2 separate regions of the Mus musculus genome follow, and region 1 is linked to region 2. Evidence: chromatin contacts called from public targeted proximity ligation data. All regions are on one chromosome and are shown on one strand. The core of a region is the stretch at or near the end of the contact, and the rest is flanking DNA. Distances in the headings are between cores, read along the strand shown. Region 1 overlaps Kank1 (KN motif and ankyrin repeat domains 1). Region 2 overlaps Kank1 (KN motif and ankyrin repeat domains 1).

The links.
Region 1: a targeted proximity ligation map of heart atrium shows a contact between it and region 2, with 11 read pairs. A contact is called at or near these places in 18 of 484 Hi-C or Micro-C datasets (B cells, the Ba/F3 cell line, CD4 T cells and 7 more), 11 of 130 datasets of targeted methods (cardiomyocytes, embryonic fibroblasts, embryonic stem cells and 8 more) and 2 of 9 other capture datasets (adipose tissue and pancreatic islet).

Annotation. Positions count from the first base shown.
Region 1 is chr19:25,424,362-25,431,512 of GRCm38.p6, reverse strand. It overlaps Kank1 (KN motif and ankyrin repeat domains 1), which reads right to left. Exons shown (of 14, transcript NM_181404.6): 8 at 7,130-7,151; 9 at 5,529-5,616; 10 at 3,317-3,536; 11 at 1,150-1,292; 12 at 434-634. Among named protein-coding and RNA genes, the nearest start is that of Gm26207, 26 kb to the left of the region's middle.
Region 2 is chr19:25,340,559-25,346,734 of GRCm38.p6, reverse strand. The region is part of intron 3 of Kank1 (KN motif and ankyrin repeat domains 1); the gene reads right to left. It also overlaps the pseudogene Gm34432. Among named protein-coding and RNA genes, the nearest start is that of Gm52392, 57 kb to the left of the region's middle.

The DNA of each region.
Region 1 (7,151 bases), core at 1,748-4,247, 85 kb before region 2:
GAACTCGTGGACTTCCTGGCTTATGTGTCACGTAAGATTATTCACATTGATGAACCATTCATTGTACATCACCCATGTCACTGCACTCAAATGGCTAAGTGTTCCATCCAAGGGAGAGAGAAAACCCAAGCGTCTACTGAGGGACTGCTCATACATTGCCTCTATACACTGCCTCTGAGAGTTGGATTTTGTAGGGCCAATCTGCTCACCCCCTGAGGAGCGAGCTCTGTGTCTCGCCTTCTTCCTTTCATGAACTCGAGGGTGAGGTACATGCATATATTTACTTTTGGCTAATGCAGTATCCGACTATACATGGTCAATGCTGCTGAGCTGGGCTATGAAGGGAAGAGGCCTGCATGCCAACACCAATCCACAAAGGAACAGGGAAGAGGGGCCCACACCCACTCCTGGCTGGAGGTCCAGTGGTACTCACATTGTCTTCCAGGTGGCCATTGCAGCCTGGCTGGGCCAGCAGCAGCTTCACAATCTCCACATGCCCGTGTTCACTGGCACACATCAGGGCGGTGGAGCCCTCGTCGTCCTGGATATTGACATCAGCTCCACAGGCCAGCAGGCCCTTCACCATGTCTATCCGCCCGTGACTGACAGCTAGCATGAGGGCCGTCTGTCCCGCCTAGGAGAGAAATGATGGTTAGAGTCAGAAGTGCCGACTGGGCGGGAGAAGGCTGGGGGGGTGGGGTAGGGCAGGCGACACACTAGAGCTATGAGCTAAGGAAGAACACACAGGAAGGAGTCAGGCTTTCACCAGAACTGTGCGGACATCTCAGTAAAGCAAGGGAGATAGTTCTAAAGAGGTTTAGGATAGAATTGTGAACACATTTAGGCTCAGAGTTCTGTCTCTGGCAATGAAGCCACGGCAGCCAGATCACTGGAATCAGTAGGTAATGAGTGTGTGATGAGGACCCCCGTACAGGTAGGGACCCTTGTGTGCAACCATGTTTAGTCCCCCTGCAAGCTTCCTAGGCAAAGTAGGGAGAGATTCGCAACATGGGACTGAGCCCATGTGTCACCTGGTATGCTGGTTGGACTACAGCTGTCAGTGGACCACCAGCAAAATGCCCTGTCAACCTGGTCCTATGAGACACTGGCCAGGGTGCCGATGGTCAGTGCGGTGAGTGAGGCACTAACCTGACTGGCCTTGGCGTTCACGTCTCCACAGCTGAAGAGTTCTTCTACGACCTGCATGTCCTTCTCTGCCTCCACGGCCGCGAGGGCTGCCAGCATGATGGGTGTGTACCCTGCCTTGTTCTGGTGATCCACATTGCACACGTCTACAAGAAAGAAATCTCTTTAGGGAGAGCCATCCGGAACCGTTAGCGTTCACTGGAGGTGTGATGTTTCTAAGAGCCCCATGAAATAAGTGCTCTGAAAATGACTAAAAAGGGAACAAATGTTTTAATGCCCTGTCCCAGCAGGCTGGCCGCAGCAGACATGGACAGTAAGTGGCCACAGGGCTCCCTGCTTGTGATGGGGTGATTATGGTGTGACACCCTGGTGGTGTGGGAGGAAGTTCTCAGTGTGCTTGCTATGAAGCCTAAGCGGTAACGAGGGATCTAGACAGGCACATGTTCAGAAACTCAATCACATGGCTTCTAACCCTAGGGCTTGTGGTGTAAGATCAATATTAATGCTTCAAGTCCTCTAAGAAACTGCCAAGGACCACCAGACCCCGTGGGCTGGATCTCTTCTGTTCTTTAATTCTCGAGACGCTTCCCAGGGCTTTAATGGCATGCCAGGATGGAGAGAAATGGAAAGTAGCTTTCAGAGGAGCGAGTACCAAGTTAAACACTTCAGATGAGACGAGGCAAAAGCTCGGCTTGGGATCTCTCTCTATTACATGATGGGATGTACAGAAGGACCTCTGTGTAAAAAGCTAAGACTGTGTGGTGGCAAAGTGGGTGCACACATATACCCACGATCCTCAGGATCTGAGCTCCTCCACTCCTTCAGTGCTGAAGCCCCAGAGCTACATCTCATGGAGCCCAAAATTGACTCAAAATAGTAAGCACTAAAACCAAGTGATTACCTAAGAGCATCTAACAGTGGAAGCAAGTCAGTTTGCCAGGATATCCACTCTATAGAGTTCTCAGAGCAGAGAAGATGCCATTTCAAAAGCAATTCTGAAATTTTGTTCTGACTTTCCCTGGGTATAACCCATGCCCCTATTTTAACAGTATCCCTAGCTGTTTACAGTCTGGAGGGAAGGAGCCTGTAACTGCTTCTTGTCATCAGATGGAAGGAGTTATTCCCTAACATGGGCACTGAAAGACTCGCTGCGCTGTGCTGTGCTGGGAGGCGGCTCAGTGTCAGAGTGCTTGTCCAGTATGCAGAAGGCTGCAGCTCCAACACCCACACCCCAAGAAAAGGGAATTCAGCAACTGAGAACAGTAACAAACCGTATGTGTGCTTGGATTTTTTTTTTTTTTCTGTACTAACAACTCCAAGATGGAGTGATGCATATCAGGCCACTGGGTCAAGAGACAGTAAAGGAAACTAGACAATTTCATCATATACATCAGGTGTTGACATTTTGTTCTTACTAGCCTTTACTGCGAATTCCGGGTTAGCTGCTTGTCAAAAACACTGTTATGATGATGAAAGTGGTTTGGGGGCTGCCCCACCTGCAGCTGAAGGCTCCCTTCCTCAAGGGGCCCCTTCTGACCTGCCCTCTCACCTCATGGGTAACGTGACCCCACCGCTGCATTCTGGGATGGCACGTTCCCACTACTGCTGTTAACAAGGTTCAGCGGTAACGGGAGACACTGCCTCTCATTTCTGTGATTCTTCTGGAGACGTGTAGTTGGGCAGGGACAGTGATGACTCTACTGTGGTTTTACTAGTCCCTGTCCTAACTCCTCACTTCTGTACAGCCACATAGTGGCTGGCGTACAAGGACAAACAGAGTGGCCACATGCACAAAAGCTGTGACTCTGGGCCTGTGAGCAACACTCTGCCTCCCAAACAACCCAGCCCAGCCCGCGTGATTCATCAAGGAACAAGTGTGAGTCACGGCTATTAGCAGGGGTACACCTCATTTGAAGACAGCTGACCCGCAGCAAGAATATCTTCACAAACTCCCTTCAAAATAGATGTGGATTCTGTTTCTTTATTGCCTAGGCTTGAAGAACCTCAGGTCTCCCACCCATGACTCAAGAACAAACATTCTTGCCATGTCATGTGGAGAAGCAATGAAAAGACTTGAGGATGGCCAAAGAACTATGGTATGGGTCAACCGGCTTTATGAAGACAAGTCACAACCTGAGTGCCCTTAGGGGGACAACAGGGTCCTCTGTACCTGCATCCAGAAGCAGCTTGACGATCTGGAAGTTGGAGTGGGACACGCTGTAGTGGAGGGCAGTGTTGCCATTGCCGTCCGCCATGTTGATGATGTACCGGAGCACGTCCGGGGAGACAGCCTCGAACGCGGCGATGTAGTCGCCCACCATGGCTGGCACGGCGGACTTCTGACTGGACACTCGGAACCAATCGTGCTGGAGGGTGTTCAGACAGATCCTCTGCCAAAACACCAACTTGCTGTTAGTTCTATTTATAGCTCTCTCTCTCTCTCTCTCTCTCTCTCTCTCTCTCTCTCTCTCTCTCTCTCTCTCTCTCTCGTGCAACCAAAAGCCCAAGCAACCAGGCCTTTTATAGTCAAAATGTGTACTCTCAGCATCTGCTTTTAAAAGCTGCTGCAACCCAGCACCTCAAGAGCAGCTTCAAACAACAAACTTGAGCTCTCCTCTTCTGGTTTTAAATCGCCCCGTCCACACCGTGGTCACTAAGAAACAACATGCAAGGGGGTTTAGAGCCAGAGCCCAGAGAGTCAATGCCAGACTCTACTACTTATGAATGCATGATTCTGAGAAACTTCCTTATTCTGCATCCTAGTTTCCATGTCTTAAAAAAAAACCCAAACCACCAGCAACAAAATCGCTCATTTTATAGTATCTATAATGAGGTCAACACTTAGGCCTGTCTCTACTTTTGAGCTGTTTGTGTTTACTGAGCTAACGGATCTTTCCAGTGATTGTTCATTGGAGTTAGGGAGAAATCAGCACTCCGGCAGCTGTGTTGCTTCCTGACCCAGACCGACTAACTCCATCTTTTCTACCCCACCAGGCTGGGAGATGAGGCTGGCCTAGGCTGCCACATAGCAAGTTCCAGACCAACGTGAGCTACAGTGTGAGGTGCTGTCTCACGGAGCAAATTGGGACAATCTAAGTCTAGCACTAGTAGTCCGACATGATGGCTGCCACTTTAGCGATACTTTTATTTGCTGTGTGTGGACAAGTGCACTCAGGTTAGATGCACATGCGGAGGTCAGAGGACAACTCGAAGATGTTGGCTGCTTTCTGTCACAATATGGGCCCTAGGGATCAAACTCAGGTTGTCAGGTTGACAGTAAGCATCTTTACCCACTCCACTGAGCCATCTTGTAGGCCCTGGAGACACATTTCTCAAGGCCTCATATACTAAGGCTGGGTTTGGCTAGTGAGGTCTCATGGGCACATGTCCCTGTGTACTTGTTTGTGTTCAAGCCTGTGACAGCCACAGCCGGCTTTTTAACAGACCATGCCAGGCCCTATCCTCGGTATTCCAGCTATGTGTCTAGGATTAGATAACTCCTGAGGTCTCATTTGGTTCTAGGAGCTCCACAGTCTCAGAGCCTTGCAAGTCACCTGAGCAGCAGCCACTGACTTAGATGAATCAGCCTCAGATGAACTAACCCTGCTGACACACAAAGACGCATATCCAGGTTATTATCAAATTAGTGAGAGAAGCCACATTTTCACAATGTCCTGAAGATGGAGCTGCCAAGCACAGGCCTGGTCAGGCCAAGCAACTACAGATCCAGCTGTCAGCACAGGAGTGAATCACCCGGCAGCACACCAGATTAGCCGCTGCCCCAGCAGTACCTGCGTGTCCTGTGCTGTGCTATTCCTGACCAGTTAGACAACCACAAACACCACACTACCTGCTACTGAATTTACCCAGCTGTGAAATGACAGTGCAGTTATTTTTTTCCATTTAAAAATAGTGGCCGTTGGCATTCCACACCAGAACCTAATATATACTTTCCTAGTGGAAAGGAACGCTGACCTCAGCCCAGATAAGTTTCTTCTAAAAACTACGCGCTTACTTTTTAGATTGTTCAGGGATGCTGCTCTTGGGGTCAGAAGGATCTGTAGATAGAAGCAGAGCATGGAGAGAGAAGGAGATGGCCTGCAATTAGCCTTCTCTTTCTTTCTGCCAAGTATGTGCCTCCCAGATGGCTCCACCACAAGAAAAGTACAGGGTGGGCAAAGGAGTGGACGCTGGGCCTCAGGGAAACGGTATGTTCCCTGAGCTGGACAGAACGAGTTAATCCTACCGGCTATGCAAGAAATGAGCAGCTCAGGGAGAGGCATGCACAACAACAGCTCAGGGGCAGGCTACCATGTTCCTGACCATGCTGCACCGGGGCCATGCTGCAAAGCTGGCGCATTGTTCCTACCACGCAGACTTACCATATCTTTGCTGGCCAAAGCTTTGGGATCCTTTATGTTGTATTTCAGTAAGTTGCAGGCTGACAACATCTTTTCACTTAGTTCATACCTAAAGAGGAGAAAGAAGAGAAAAAAAAACACACAAAACTCAGGGTATGCCATAAAACAAAAGGAATTTTTATCTCAGAGCCCACAACCATTTAATAGGCCAGGGCCATGAGCCAGCCTAGGCGGGTCCTGATGATCGGAGCAGTCTCCAGGCACTGGTGGCTGACAGCACGACAATAATCTGGTACCTCTGCAATGAAGGGCTTTGCCAAAGGGTGATTTCCAGATACATCAGCTTGGCCTTTAGGACAGTACAAAATGACATTTGGAAAATTTTATTCTTTTTATTGTACGGGCTTAAAAACTTGTCTTGGCCAGGTGTGATGTTGTATGCCTTTGATCTGAGTACTTGGGGGGCGGGCAGTGGATCTCTGTGAGTTTGAGGCCAGCGTGGTCTACATAGTGAGTTTCAGTGTAGCCAAGACTACACAGTTTCCAACATGTTTCCAACCTTGTTTCCAACATGTGTATATGTATATGTGTGTGTATATATATATGTGTGTATATATATATGTGTGTGTATATATATATATACATGTATATATATATATACACACACACACACACATATATTACTCTTAAGGCTAGAGAGGTTTAAATTACTATATTCTATATTTCTTTATGGTGAAGTCATGTCTAGTGACTCAAGTGTTTGTCCCACACATACGAAAAGCCAAAAATCAAATGACATTATAACTATCTCAATAAAGCTGTTTGAAACTCAGAAGACATCTCAAACCCTCTGGAAACACTTACCTTGTGTTGACAGTGACCTTCCATTTGACAAATGTAATGGAATAAATGCTTGCTGAAACGTTCCAATTTATACCTCACAGAATTAAAAAAAAAAAAAAACCACGCTGACGTTTCCATCTTTCCTCGTTTTATAAGTGAAAGGTCCACCCTTACTAACAAGGTCGCAAACTCAGCCCATTTCTAAGGTGCGTGTCTCAGCCAACCAGAGCAGGTGAGATGACGTATAACCATCCCACATCTACTGTTGTTCCTTATCACTCAAGGCGTAACAAAGCTGAGAGTGCCTGACACATATCACCTTCTCAGTTAATCATTTTTTAGTTGAGGCTAAATGCCTTTTCCTCGCCTGCACAATGGTCCTGCGATAACAATTCTGACATTCGCATCAAGCCAAAAATCTGAAATCTTAAACAGAGCGCTGGTCATCAGAAAGGGCAGCTATGTCTCTGTATACACGGTGATGTGCTCGAACAATGGATGCTGAGGTAGACGGCATTTCCACATGCCAAGCTAGACAGCAAAGAGTTACCGAAGTTCAGCGAACAGACTAGCTGCATGAGCCACTCGCACTGATGAGCTCAGAGAACTGAAAGGCACTGTACCCTGCACTAGTACCTTGACCAGCTGTGCATGCTTCTGAGACACGGATGAGACTAAACACACACATATACTCGCAAACTACCTGAACCAGTTAATTCTATTGCCTGAGCACGCCACGCATGGAAGGAATCAGGGAGGGGAGGGGAAATGTACCACACCTCTCTCTGATTTCCTCCTTCT
Region 2 (6,176 bases), core at 1,500-3,999:
ATGACGTAGACCCCATTGAGCTGGTGGTTTTCCTACCTGCCCTGTGTCGAAAGATGGGGGTGCCCTACTGCATCATCAAGGGAAAGGCCAGGCTGGGGCACCTGGTCCACAGGAAGACATGCACCACGGTTGCCTTCACACAGGTTAACTCGGAAGACAAGGGTGCTCTGGCTAAGCTGGTGGAAGCTATTAGGACCAATTATAATGACAGATATGACGAGATCTGTTACCACTGGGGAGGCAACGTCCTGGGTCCTAAGTCTGTGGCTCGCATTGCCAAGCTGGAAAACGCAAAGGCTAAAGAACTCGCCACTAAAGTGGGTTAAATGTACACTAAGTTTTCTGTACCTAAATATAATTACAAAATTAAAAAAAAAAAGTCATTGGAAAGAGTGAAATTTCAAGGTAGATTTGATCTGCATTTCTCTGAGGTCAGATGCTGTTGAACATGTTTTCATTCACCCGTCACTCTCTCTTCGGTACGCTCCCCTGTAAAGTGACTGCTTTGAGGGATGTTAAGTCTTTCATCTGTGTACATGGTGCAAGATAGGCGCAGTGGGTAACTTCCTATCAACTTGACACAGGCTACAGTCATCAGAGAAAAAGGAACCCCAATTAAGAAAACCCTAGAACTGTGACTTGCTCTGTTACCCGTATAAGCTGAGGCTCCAAAGTGAAAGGTTTCATTACATAGCACAGGACTCCTGTCCCCCACCTCCACCCCCCTTCAGTCCCCAACAGGCAAGTGGATTTGAGGCAAGGAACCTGAAAACAGAAAGTGAGTACTTTTGACTTCTGAACATGTTTTGGTAGCTTGGCTCTTAAGTGTGGCTTTCTGGATGAGAGGTAAGGAGTTAGGAAGCCTGATTCAAACGCTTCGCTCTGGGTGATCAAACGCTGACTAACGTCCAGGTGAGCCACGGGGTGCTCTTGCTACAGCAGAGTGTTGGGCAGGTATGGTGGCACATACCTATACTCATAGCACTTAGAAGGCTGAGGCAGGAGGATCACGAGAGTTTGAAGCTTATCTGGGTTAAACACAAAATCTTCCCCACCCTCCCCCTGAAAAAGGTATTTTTTCTTATCTCATTAAACCTTGTATTTCCGAATTCTCCTCTATCCAGTATTTAACTTCAAAAAGTTATTATCAATGGCCTGGAGTTGTGGCTCAGTAGTCAGGCTCATAATTATTTAGTATGTCCAAGGCCCTGGGTTCAATCCTCAGTATTACACACATACGGAAAAGATTAGTGATTATTATGCAAAAAACCCCACTTGCTGAATGATAGGTGATTTATGAGTGAATGTCCCACTCTAAGACAAGGTAGGAATTCACAGGTGTTTTTTAGTGGCGTTGGGTAATAGAAATGTAAGATCATCTTAGATACCAGTGCATCTGAAAGTTGTCTGGCTGGCCTGCATCTGAACTAGACAACTGATAGCAAAGCAAAAGGGCTTAAACCATTGAACCGTAGCTGTGATCAAACAGACAGACAAACAAAACAACACACACACATACACACACACACACACACACACACACACACACACACACACACACACCCATATGAGTGAGAAACAGCTTCCACAGTCTCAGGCATTTGACAATGTGGTTGTTCAATCCCTCCCCATTTGGTGGCACTGTTCTGAGGAGGTTTTAGGGGGGTAAGTATGTCACTGAGAGCAAAATTTGAGATTAAAAGCTTCTTGCCAATTCTAGTTTGATTTCTCTGCTTGTGGTTCAAGACAGGAGCTCTCAGCTTCCAACTTGGACTGCCACACCTGCCTCATGTCACACCCCCTGCCCTCTGTATTGAGCCCATCTCTCAGGGACCATATACCCAAACCAACTTCTGTAAGTTGCTCAGACAACACTGGCTGTATTTTGTTTTGTGGTATTTTGTTTTGTCACAGCAATAAAAAAAGTAACTACTATACCAACCAAGGATGAGTCGGTCTTATGTGTCTTAAAATTATATTACATTCTCAACATTCTAATGTTTCAACATTTAAATATTAGGAATATGCTTTATCTAGAACCCTTAGTAATGACTGCAAAGCAGACAGAGAAGTCTGCCCAGGCATCCACAAACTGCAGGTAAAATGACTGGGATCGTCATGTGCTTTTATCCCTTTGAATGCTGGAAAGCTGCCAGGATCATCTGGGGCTCCCTTCATTCTAAAAGAGTCACAGATTCTGAACTGACGGCAGCTCTCGGTGTAAACATTTCAACTGTCTCAAAATGAAAAGCAATCTTTACTGAAAAATAACTTTGTCCTGATAAATATTTCGACTGGGAGGTAATAGACCTGGAATAGAGAACACGGTTCATTTCTTTTCTCAATGAATATAGCTTTACCCGGGATGCCATCTAAACCGTGCATGCTAGCTACTCTCAGTGATGTTGTGCTTTGTCCAAAGGAAGTGGAATCCCGTGGGCAGTACTGCAAGTACTTCATGTGTGCAGGGTGGGCTCCATCAGGAGTAGGTGGGCCACACTTACTTCTCTGACAACTGCCTGCATTCAGCCTGGTTCCCTCCCTAAGTGTGTTGACTGACAACAGCCAAGAGTTCATTTCATCCGCCACTCTGCCCACACACTCCCCTTCTATAAGATGCTCCGTTCTATAAATGTGTGTTTTCATCCTTATGAAAGCCGCATGTCTAAGGAAAGCCTGCTCCCGGGAGAGACATGAACGGGAGAGTGGACAGTTGAAGAATGTTTCCAATCGAGTCTGGGCACCCGCCAAGACCCGGAAGGCTGATCTGAGTCTGCGCCAACAGAGTGAAGGCGAAGGCGGCTGCACCTCCTGCCTTAACTTACGGTGGGAACAACAGAAGCTCTGCGAGTAGTTTTTCCTACCAGCCCATTTTTGCATGCCACCCCCCACCACCCATCTCCCATAGCCAGATGAGACAAGAACGGCTGGCTTCTTATCGCCACTGAGTAGCTGTTAAGGGTGGTGCTGGCTCTGCCTGCCAGGCTGGCTTCCAAAACAAACAGAGCTCAGCTTTAGGTCCCCCACTTCTTTGGACAGAAAGATAAGATAATTATTTCTCAGATAAACCCCTGTGAATAAGAACGGGCATTTTTGAGAAAATAAAGGAAATGAAAACCAGGACACTAGATGCTGGCCATGCCTCCCCACCTCTCTTAGCTTTTGGGTTCCATTTATCAAGTATTACCTGTAGAATATAAACTTGATAAGGGAATGGGAACAGTCCTTAAAGACGGCTTATATACTGTAAACTCTTCACTATGAAGTGTTAGGAGGGCCACGTGCCAATCCCAGGAGGAAGGCTGAAGGCCAAGCATGGAGCCCACCTTGGTCATTTGCTTCTTGCCAGAACTAGAGGCAAATCGACGTAAATCAAAAATGCCCTGCAACAGACCGGGCCTCTCCAGCAGCAGAACTGAGGCTCAGCAGGGACAAGGCAGACACTGCTGCTGCCTTTTCAAAGGCACTAAACTTGCGGTACGTGTGGCATAATTACTATATCGATTAATATTAGGTGTTTCCAACATGGGGAACTGATAAACTGGGGTGGAGAGATGGATGGATGGATGGATGGATGGATGGATGGATGGATGAATGGATGGATGGGTAGGTAGGTTAAGTAAATGGGTGGATAGGAATAAACCCCTCAGATAAACTCCTGTAATAAGAGCGGGCATTTTTGAGAAAATAAAGGAAATGAAAACCAGAACACTAGATGCTGGCCATGCCTCCCCACCTCTCTTAGCTTTTGGGTTTCATTTATCAAGTGTTACCTGTAGAATATAAACTTGATAAGGGAATGGGCACAGTCCTTAAAGATGGCTTATATACCGTAAAGTTCCCATGGTGACATTTGGTATTAAGAAAATATAAATAAAGAGTATTCCTTTATAAAACATGAAGCTAAATCACACTTAGATGAAATGCCAGCTATGAGAAGTGACAAAGGGTTTGTAAACTAACATAAAGATCTGAGTTACACAGCCTGATAGTAACTTAACAGTTAAATGCCTACTTTAACAACCAGCACAGGATCCACCAAGGTTAATTCAAGTTGCTCCAGAAATGACTTAACATTAACTACATCCAAAGAAACCACTGGCTCGTTACCAAAGGCTTCCCTGAGTCCCTGTGGGTTACCTGACAATGAGAGCACTCTGGGGATTAGATGAAAATGAAAAGTCTAGGAGTGAAAACCCACAGCCGGTCATGTTGGCTCCTGCCCATAATCCCAACACTCAGGAGGTGGATGCAAGAGACCTTGAGGGGTCCAGCCTTGGCTACATACTGAGACTGAGCCAATCTGAGCTGCAGGAGAGAGACCCTGGCTCAAAGCAGGGGAGAAAAGGTATTGTTAATCCGAACAAGTTCTAAATTTACTTAGACCTGAGAAGGTCCTCCTTATTGCCCAATATATGGTTGCGTTAAACAACATTTCTTTCAGCGTCAGTCAGGGTGTGGTGCTGTGCTGTTGCTGGGTGAGGAGGCAACTCTGGAATCAGGCTTACAAAGGAGCTCCTGCTGGCCTCCAATGTGAGCCTCTCTGTGGGCTGTTCGGCCTGACCAGGCTTGTCTGAGGCATCCACTCACACGGCAGTCTGGCTCCCCTTCCAATCTTGGGCATATTGGCTCCTGTCTATAATCCCAACTCTTGGGAGGTGGATGCCAGAAGCTTAGGGGTTCAAGTCTAGCCTTGGCTACATACTGCTATCCAAAGAAGAGCAGTGGGCCAATTTTTCCTAGACCCGGAGGCAGAGTTCCCTATTTTCTCTTCCCTTCCTTGTGTGTGTTTAGTCAGTCACGCGCCAGATGGTGTCTTCTCTGCCACTGTTTTCTGTCTTTAGACATCAAAGGGAGTAGGTAAAATATGTTCCCGGTGTCATAGGCCTAATGTAGTGTGCTGACCTAACCTGTATTCAGAGGCTTGCATTAAAACTGCCCCAATGCAGATCAGCCAGAGAAGTAAAGAGACTAACAGCCAAATCAACCAACTGCTTACTGAGAGCCTCTTAAATATTCTTCCTCTAGCAACAACTTCTGCCTGAGAAATAGTCACACAAGCCCAAGGATAGAAAACGATCAAACCTACGGAGCCATCTCTCCAGCCCTGAATATCCGTTTCTATAAAGCAATTTTCACATCTTATTGATTAACTATAATAACATTGGCATTATTCTAATTGACTGTCAATCACTCCTGCCCTGGTCTAAAAGTTCAAAGAGAAAGCAGCAAGGGACATGGCTGGGAACATGGTAGCCTTCGCCCTGAGCTGGTGGAACACACTACAGTGAGTAGCTTCTTGTAAAGCCATGTCTAAACCTCCGTGCCATCCAGAGGTGCCCGCAGCTGCCCCAGCAGCAACTCTTCCCACCCAGGAGGAAACAAAGGAGGAAGGAGGAAGCGCAAGAGGACTCTTTCAAGCATGAGGTTTTAAGTGGCTTTCCTGCCTTTAAAAAAAAAAAAAAATCAGTCACAATGCAATCGAATTCCTCAAAAGGCTGCTAATACTGCCACCTAGTGAACAGTGGGAGAGGCAATAGACAGACCCAGGACCCAAAGAATATCTCTAAAGCAACTCCCAGAGGCTAAGCCCCCCTCCCCCATCTCAATCTCCTTTGAGGCATTACATGCAGAACACTGAGGAGAGGGAACAGTAGAAAGCCGTCGAAATGTGGATTGCTCCGTGCAAGAATTAGCCAAACTTCAGACATGAGCACAGTGGGGTGCACAAATTCCATTTTCCCATAAAGCACTGGACATCTCTGTCCATCTCCAGCAGGGACTGCCACCAGCTGTCCTCAGAGTGTCCTGCTGTAGCATGGCCCTCTCGTGTGGTAACTTTCTGTGGTTTTCTTGAGTTGGTGCCCATTGAACCTCAAGGGCCCTGTTAACTGAGTATCAGGTCCCACTTCCTCCTTTCCCTTGAACAGCAAGCAGAGCAGATGTCCATTTCAGCATGCCCCCAACTCCTCACACGATGCACACTGTCCTGCCTTCTCACTTCCTCTTCCTGTGGTCCCAGCATCTTCCTCCACTGATTCCATGGTTTATTTTATATGTTCTTCTAAGCTACCATGAAATTTTCCCTAATCAAAATTGATGTGTACAAGTGAAAGCCATCAGGAAATGCTTGTGTGTATACTGTGTTCCCAATGGGGTCCTGATGGTACAAACAC